Linked DNA regions of Sus scrofa: all the other regions are linked to region 2. The links are chromatin contacts, called in public HiChIP or PLAC-seq maps. All regions are on one chromosome and are shown on one strand. The core of a region is the stretch at or near the end of the contact, and the rest is flanking DNA. Distances in the headings are between cores, read along the strand shown.

Region 1 (2,778 bases), core at 116-2,615, 140 kb after region 2:
GCGATGCTCACGGTTTGGCTGCAATTCTCTTGTTTGTATTGACCCCCAAGTCCAAGTTAATTCAGCCTTGTCAAGGTATCGGAAAAGGAAAATCATTTGATCCAGGGTGAAATATCACACCCACGCATTGATAACTTGGGCGCAGAACACATTTATTGGTCAAAACTTTACAAACCGAGAGCTTTCAAAAAGTGCACAGCCACACATACAATATAGAAAACAGAAAACTTCACCACCATCTCCTACAAAGAGGTTAACAAGTATCAAACGGTTATTCCTTAGTTTTGAATACTATAAAGGAGGCAGGCTCTTGGAGAATTTTCTATTTTTACTTAGAGATGTAAGTTATTTCCTTAGAAAAATACCAAGAAAGTCAGATAATCATTTGAACTCACTGCATGTCTTGGAGGAACACGAGTGAGGAGGGTACAGGAAAAGGAAAAGTCACCAGATAAATCTCCAGCCAGATGTCATTACCATGGCAGAAAAAGCCAGGCAGTGACCATAGAGACAGAGCCAGAAGAAATCTTGGAGACGGTTCACTCCTAACTCTATTTACGTAGGAAGCCCCTGGGTCCAGGTCACTGGGCCAGTTAGGGCAAGTCCAGAGGCTGAAGGATGATTTGAACACAGAAGCCTGAGAAGTAGAAAAGGCTGGAGTTTTCTCTGGTCGTGTCAACCCATAAAAGAGGGTTTAAAATCCAACCAGAGGAGTTCCTGTCATGGTTCAGCAGTAATGAACCCATCCATGAGGATGTAGGTTCGATCCCTGGTCTCCTTCAGTGGGTTAAGGATCCAGCTTCACCATGAGCTGTAGTATGTTGCAGATGCGACTTGGATCCAGCATTGCTGTGGCTGTGGTGTAGGCAGGCAGCTGCAGCTCCAATTAGATCCCTAGCCTGGGAATTTCCATATGCTACATGTGTGACCCTAAAAAGACCAACAACAACAACAAAAAAAGAAGAAATCCTACCAGGCTCCAAGTTGGTCTGCAAATGGAATAGGAAAGAAACACACACTCCTTGGGAATACAACAAAAGGAAGATTTATCTTTATTCTCAAGAGAGCCTAAGATCATTCTTAACCAGAATCTAAGAGCTATTTTAAAAAATTTTTTAAAGCAGCTATGACAATGCAACTAAATAAGGCTGGATCCAGAATGTCTCTGGACTTGGGGCTGTCCATAGGTGACAGAAGCTCTGCTTGCACCTTTGTATGAGTAGTGGGGTTACTTTGGTGACATTAATGATAGCAACACAGCTGAGAGGAAAGACTCTGGCAAGGTCTGTCACTCTCCCTAGGCAGGAGGCACCTTGCCCTACCCTGCTGCTCTGATATATAAGGCTTCAGTGGCTAAGCGTGTTGTTGGAATCTTGGACTTTGCCCAGGCTGTATCCCCAAAATAGCTCTTGCATAAGGGAAAATCAACAATGCCGTGTACTGATCTCAAGAAAGAAAAATAGCCTCAATCTCAATAATACAGAGTTTGCTGCCTTACGTGTTGTTTTTTATTGTACTCTGTTTTTGATACTTTCGCTTTATAGGAGGATTGTTGGTTGATTAATCAACAGTCATGGGAGAGCAGGACCTCCTGTTTAATCTATAACACGAAGTTAGTTCCAATCCATATTAAACCTCACTGGGGTTCAACCGCTTCATCAGCAGAAGGAATAACTGACAGGCTATGACATCCCTTCCGACTCTCAAATTTGGCTTCCATGGCACCGTCCATCAAACTGCCAGGTTAGTGCCACAAGCATTCATGGAGAGGCATGAAAGTCTATCCTCTCGGGGCCAGGATCAAAACTCACACAAGACAGCGATTCTGCCAGGAGGAACTCACCATCCCATGACTGATCTATGGATTGAGATCAACTTTCTTCTTATATAAGATAGTAAGGCACCAAGCTGAAGGTGTTTGGGAAGGAGCCATTAAAATAACTAAAATATAAGGCATTAGAGAAATCCCTTTGTTTCAAGCATCAAGAACTGCTGCTGTGTTTGCTACCCTAGACAAACCAGAGTAACTAGCTGGTTGTTTTGAAGGTGCCTGGTTTTTCTCCTCTAAAAAGATACTCAAATTCTATTTGAAGGAACTCTCCCAGCCCCACAAATAGATATTTTATCACTTAGTTTTAAAAACAAATGTGAGAACGAGCAACCTTGGGCTGTTGGCAAAAACCAACCAAATGACAAAGCCCATCAATACTGTCTCTTATTTTAGAGGAAAAGAAGACAGAGGTTAACACACCCCACACTTATTTTCGTATTTATCACAAACTTGGTGATCTGCACCAGTGAGGTAGTTTGGAATCAAGGTAAAGTTATGGAAATAAGGACAATGAATCCAGACTCCACTTCCTGAGCTTCCCAGGACAGAAGTGTAACTTGAGGAAAGTAGGGGTTTTACACATAACCCGACACTCACAATAAAGTCACAGATGTCCCTGAAGTAGACAGACTTTGATTGTTTTCACGGTCATGGTGAAGAGTTTGTATAAATCACAAAACATCCCTCATCCTGGTTCCCCGTGGGTCAGAGCGAAACTGGCTGGCTTTCCCAAGCACCAAAGCTGCAGCTTTCTTGTGAGTGTAATAGACCTGGCAGGGTAGAGACAACTTCAAGATTTCTAGCTGCAAGACAAAGGAAATGACTCAGCCTGCACCCAGTGTGCAAAGGAAACACAGGAGAAAGAAATGTCCAAATCCGACAGCATAAATGCACAATTTCTCTCCCGGCCCAGCTTCTCTCCCGGTGTTCTGAGGTTATTTTTGTTG
Region 2 (2,809 bases), core at 54-2,553:
TTTCTTGTTCTGATCTGGGGGAAAGTTAGGCCCAAATGGCAGTTTCTCCTGCTGTAAAATGATCCCTAGAAGGATGTTAACAGTTTTAGAGATACTATGCATAAAGCTCTTAGCACAAAGCCTGGAATGTTAATAAAGGCTCAATAAGCGTCAGCTGTTTGTCATTTTATTCAGCTATAATGACTTACACGAAGCCTAGCCCCTCTCTAGCCTTCAAATAATTTCAAAGACATCGTTATGCCCTATCTATTTTTGAAGGGCCCGATACACAATAGCTTAGAGCACATTTTCTAAATGCAGCCTAGACAAACGAGTTCTATGTCTCTGGGCCTCGGGTTCCTCATCTGTGAAACGGGTCTGATCATCTCAGCCTCACTGGATTGCTGGCAGTAAGCAGTCGCTCGGTATTGCACATTCCCTAACTAGTGTATAATTAAAATGCACCTGGGGAAAGGTAAACTTTCAACTCCAACCCCGAAACAACAGTATTAATCCCAGCCCCATCAGAACCGACTGCGGCCAGAACAAATACCACCAAAGTCGACGCATCTCACACCTCCAATTTCTCCTCACGCACTGCAGCAAAGCCCCCCGCCCCCCTGTGCGGCTCAGTTTCTCCGCTCCCAGGGACTACATTCAGAGCCGAGCTAGTGAAAGCAGCCAACCTCCCACCCCACCCCGCCCCCGGAACGCCGGGAGGGACCCCGTGTGTCCTTCCTCCCCCGGGCTGCGCGGCCGCTCCGCTGCGGTCCCCCAGTTCACGTGGGCCCTTCGGCCCGAGCCCCACCTCAGCCGCTTCCCGGATCCCACAGCGGCGCCTCCCACCCGGCCCGGCTGCTTCTCCCCACGTCGCGGGGGGAGCCCGCACCTCCGGCGCGCACACCCCCGGCGCCGGGATCGGCGGCTACGTCGGGGACCGGGGGGCGAGCAGGCCGGCAGCGTCCCTCCCCCAAAACACCGCCGCCCTCGGGCCCAGCTCGGTCGCACGCTGAGGCCAAGCCGCCAACCAAGCTCCGCTGCTCCCCACAACCGGCGCCGCACTCACCGCAACGCCGGGGCCCGGGTTCCTCCCGACTCCGGCCCACGAAGGCCTGGTTGCACCCCCAGAGCATTCACTCCCCGAGCCGCCTCCTGGGGACCCTGACGCAGCCGCCGCCGCAGTCGCGCTGCAAGGGGGCGTACCTCTGCTGCCTGGTCCGGCGCCGCAGCCGCAGCCGCCGCCTCCTACTCCTCCCAGTCGTCCCAGCTCTGTCCGCGGCGACTGGCACGGCTCCGCTCCCCGGCGCCGGCAGACCAGCGTCTGTTGAGCCGAACCGCCCGGGACGCACTCCCCCGGCCGGCGCTCGTTGCATATGCAGAGAGACCGCCGCCCATTGGCCCGGCGGCGGTGGCGCGTGCGGGGCTGGGCCTATCGAATTCCGGCCGGGAGCGCGGCGCGGGCGGCCGGGGGCGGGGCGGGGTTACTACAGGTCATTCCACGGAGCAGCGGCGGACGGGACCCAGCCGCAGCCGGCGCGGGGCGGGGAGCCGTCGGCGGGGAGGAATGGGACCACAGCTGCAGGGGGAGGGGAGCCGGGCTGCGCGGCCGGGAAGCTGGCGGAGGAGGGGAGGGTCCGACCGGGTCTACAGCGGAGGCCGTTCCTGGAGAAAAAGACTCCGACCCCCCCGCCCCCAAAAGATTTACAAACACAGTTATTACTCTAATGCATAAATCTTAATATAGATCAGAGGGAAATGCGCATATTATTTTCATTCTTAACGTGTTTACTTGTTTTGTTCTTGAACAAATTTGTCAAATTATTAAAATAAAATGATTTTTGGAAATGGCTGAAGCGAGAGGGGCTCAAAAATTCTAGCCATGTACCATGTTTATTATTTCTCCTGTTTTGACTTCTCTGAACCCTGCAAATAACCCTTCTCCCCTCAGTGCACTATTTATAAAAGATTGATATTTTTCAAAGGACAAAGTTTACCCCAAATTATCGTCTTTGGATGTTTTTCTTATGAAGCTAGAAGTGTTCCTGCATTTTAAGGAGGTTGCCATTATATCCCACGTTAGACAATACGGAAGGAAAAACAAAAGACACGGAACACAGGTAGACTGCCTTCCCATTAGCAAACAAACCAAAACACAAATGACTTAAACAATAGCTACAGTGCACAATAAGAAAGTTGACTTTCATTAAACAAATAGGAGTGGGATGAAGGGGGTTTTTTTTTAAATCCAACGAATTAGTGAACGAAGTTATAACGTTAAGTCAGATATGATACCACAGGAAATAAAACATTTAGAGGGTTTGGTTTGGTTTTGAAGTGATGAAGGCGCTAGAAATGGCTGTTTGAATAGTAAACCTCCCCGCGATGCAAAACTTGTGTTTAAGTAGGTGAAAGGTGACGTTCACGAGCCAACCGCAGGCTAAAGCAGGAGCTTGCTTCTCAAGAAAATCTCAAAATCAGTGATGCCGCCTCAACTTGAGCTAGGTGGAGTGATGAGGCTGAGAGCAAAGAAGGCTCACTCACCTCGGGCCCCAGGCCAATTTACCTTGCTAAAAAAAGGATACTCAGGCAACCTGATCTTCTACTAAGAAAGGAGGTTCCATTGCTCCTAATCTGAGGAAATGCTATCAAAAGATACACCCTGAAGATAAATGGAATGCAGAATTTCTTATCTGAAAAGATTGCCACCATTCTGCATGCAAAAGGAAGTATACCTTAAAAGTGGTTGTTCCAGAACCAAGAAAAGCCTCTAGCAAAATATGTAGTTTCCAAAGGAGGAACTTTTTTTTCCGTCAATAAGTGTGAAGCAGAC
Region 3 (2,881 bases), core at 231-2,730, 190 kb after region 2:
AGGGCCCGTTTTGATAATGCAGGATAACGTCTTCCATTTGGAAATCCTTAATCTGAAAAGACTATTTCCACTTAACATGTACAGGTTCCAGGGCCTGATATCTTTGGGGCTGTTATCTGCCTATTACAATGAGAGTTGTTATGAGACTCAGCCCGCAGAAGATTGAGCACAGCATCAGCTGGTGAACAAGTAAATATCTGCCTGTTCCCTCTTTTAAAAAGAGGTTTCTAAGGAGGCCTCCCTTAAAGGGCTGTTATAATGTTCAAACAAAGCACAGTCATAACACATAGAAGAATGTGAGAAATTAAGGAATGAGATAAAAGCTAATCAATGAACAGTTTCTCTTGCTCCTGTTGCCAGATTTAGGCCTCTGTCTACTGATGCCAAATTGAAACACACAGACAAGAGTTTTGGGTAAAGGAGAAAAAAAAATGGCTTTATTGCTTTGCCAGGCAAAGAAGGGTCACAGCAGGAGAATGCCTTAAATTCTGTGCTCCCCCCCCCCCATAATTGCGAGGAGTTTTATAGTAAAAAGAAGAAAGACAGGTTTTCATATAGGAATCAGGATTGGGAAAAACATGCAGTCTTCTTTCTTTGGGGAATCTTAGTCATCAGAGCTGGAGTCAAATGTTCTTGACAGTAGTCTTCTGGGTTATTGCCTAGAATAACAGTACTTGTGAAAAGGGCATATTGCTCAGAGATTAGAACTAGGAAAGTTCCTGAAAAATATCATGTGCTAATAATCTTTAACCCACAGGCAGTTATGCTCAGGGTGCCTAATCTTTAGCTCACAGGTGATTGTGTTTAGGGTGCGGTTAAGTCAGGGAGAATGACAAGGAAGGACTCTAAATCTATTCAACTTTAAAGTATTCACTTCTAAAAGAAGCATAAGGAATATAACTTTTCTCTTAGGTGTATTCCTTGAGAGGGAAGCAGGAACCTGCCCAAAGGCTATGCTGTTGCTTGACTGTTCCTCCCTTCCCTGATCAGCAACTGCCTGAACCTGTTCCTAGGCACTCAGGGAAGGTCATGGCGGCTGAATGAGGCCCATTTCCCAAGAACAAGAAATAGGGTGCACAGAAAGGCTCCTGAGCCCAGGAGCCCCACAGGGCTGTGTCGGATTTAACTCCCACAACTGGGTTTCAGACATCCTTCCATCCAGGCTGCCTCAAACCCCTCCTGCTCACATCCTCACTCAGGATTCTCCCTCTCCTGGCCCCGCCCCCTCGATCTTCGCCCCTGGCCACCTGGCGAGGGGACCTCAGGCTACAGTGCTCTGGAGGAGCGAGGGGTGTTTGGTCTACTGCCCATTAAATCCCATGCCATTCCATCTGATTCTCTATCCTTTCTCAACCTGAATTTTACTCACCCGACTAAACTACATTTACTGAGCTTAAAGGTGACAAGTTACTTGCTTTCAGATGAAAAACGAGAGAAGGAACTGTTGGAAACAAACTGGCGATATTACCGGACAGCCCGCACGAAAGGCGTGGGGGGCCTACATAACTCGGTCGCTGAGCCCAGGGGCCTGCTCTCTGCGCCGGCGCAGTAGGCTCCACTCGCCATGCCGACTGTCAGCGTGAAGCGCGATGTGCTCTTCCGAGCTCTGGGCCGGACCTACAGTGAGTGCCAGCCTCATAAGCTTAGGTTCTGTGCCTTATGTGGCAGGCTGGGATTCCCCTCCAAAAAGGCATTGTGGCTAAGTTCATGTTTCCTGGCAGATTTTGGCCTTGGACACTCCCGCGGCCTGGCTGTAGTCTCTGGGAACCGGCATCTCCGCGGGTGCTATTGTATCACTCGTACCTGATGGGCTCGCAGTGTCATTCATTCAGTGATCTGGCTTCGAGTGCCTGCTGCCTGCCAGATGTCAGGGAATAGAACAGGAATGAAGCCTCAGGTTGCACCCTCAGTGTAGCTAAGTGCGTGCAATAGGAAGAGCGCTGTGGGAACTCCATTTGTGAGCAGGAGGCTGGGACGGCGTTTTTTTGCTAGGATTATTTTTATTAACATTTACTGAGCTCCTGTTAGGTGCCAGGCACTGTTCCTAGCGCTTGGGGAATACAGCGGTGCAGAGGGCGCATAAGGTTCAGGATCACATTCTGGAGGGAGAGGCAGATATTAAGACCAGCGTATTAATTAAAATGATTTCAGCTGATGTTTAATGCTGTCAAGAAAACGAAAAAGAGTCTGTGCAAAAAACAACATTAGATAGGGTTATAACATGTGGGCTGAGCCCTGAGTGACTCGGTGGGCTTACTTTTTAGGCCACATTTCCTCTCTTTAGTTCTGAAAACACTACCATTTAAAATAGGAAGACTAATTAAGTACAGTTATCAGTTACCCTGTAGATGTAGCAGTTGAAGTTGTATGTGTCCCGTCCCATGTTATCAGTTTGTATAACGGTTGTACTCGTTGATTTGTGAGAGCTATTTTTGGTTCTAGGGCTCAGTATAACAAAGCCCTAGTTGGTTTAACACTGCTTCCTACAATAAGATGTTACTGGGAAAGTAAAGCTAGTTTTTAAAAAAGATTCTTAAGGCGTACTTATAGATACTATGTATGACCCTTGAACAAACTAAGTCGGAATTGGTAAATACTAAGGTACTACGTAGTCTGTGGTTGTTTAACCCTGCTGTGTAGAACTCAGGAGGGCCAACTGTAAGTTATTCAGAGATTTTGGACTTGACGGGGGCGGCGGCGGCGGGGGGGGCGGGGGGCGGGCGGGGCGGGGCGGGGCGGAATTAGAATCCCTGATCCTGTCTTATTCCTGGGTCAACTATATTCTTAAAGTGTTATTCCCTCTAGGGTTCTGAGATAAGTCCCTGAAAGTAGAGGTAATACTCTTATCCTCTGAACTGGGCTGTAATTCCCTATACTTTTT

What was found. HiChIP or PLAC-seq counts read pairs in DNA pulled down with a chosen protein or histone mark.
Region 1: an H3K27ac HiChIP or PLAC-seq map of skeletal muscle shows a contact between it and region 2. The contact joins the enhancer-like site here to the promoter of ACSL3 in region 2. A contact is called at or near these places in 2 of 5 promoter capture datasets (fetal skeletal muscle and liver), 5 of 47 Hi-C or Micro-C datasets (embryonic fibroblasts, fetal skeletal muscle, heart right ventricle and 1 more) and 2 of 2 datasets of contacts at active chromatin or transcription factors (alveolar macrophages and skeletal muscle).
Region 3: a contact with region 2 is called in an H3K27ac HiChIP or PLAC-seq map of skeletal muscle. The contact joins the promoter of FARSB here to the promoter of ACSL3 in region 2. A contact is called at or near these places in 1 of 5 promoter capture datasets (liver), 3 of 47 Hi-C or Micro-C datasets (heart right ventricle, liver and skeletal muscle) and 2 of 2 datasets of contacts at active chromatin or transcription factors (alveolar macrophages and skeletal muscle).

The regions. Positions count from the first base shown.
Region 1 is chr15:124,605,283-124,608,060 of Sscrofa11.1, reverse strand. It overlaps MOGAT1 (2-acylglycerol O-acyltransferase 1), which reads right to left. Exons shown (of 8, transcript XM_003133676.4): 8 at 136-2,778. It also overlaps the pseudogene LOC100523928. Among named protein-coding and RNA genes, the nearest start is that of MOGAT1, 38 kb to the right of the region's middle. Within about 2 kb of position 1,365, at least 11 of the 83 cell types and tissues checked have an H3K27ac peak or open chromatin away from gene starts, as enhancers often do. A contact at or near this core is called in fetal skeletal muscle, liver and skeletal muscle, where this site is marked.
Region 2 is chr15:124,740,508-124,743,316 of Sscrofa11.1, reverse strand. It overlaps ACSL3 (acyl-CoA synthetase long-chain family member 3), which reads right to left and starts at 1,303. Exons shown (of 16, transcript NM_001143698.1): 1 at 1,183-1,303.
Region 3 is chr15:124,553,641-124,556,521 of Sscrofa11.1, reverse strand. FARSB (phenylalanine--tRNA ligase beta subunit) reads left to right here and starts at 1,480. Exons shown (of 17, transcript XM_021074819.1): 1 at 1,480-1,622. The coding sequence starts at 1,565.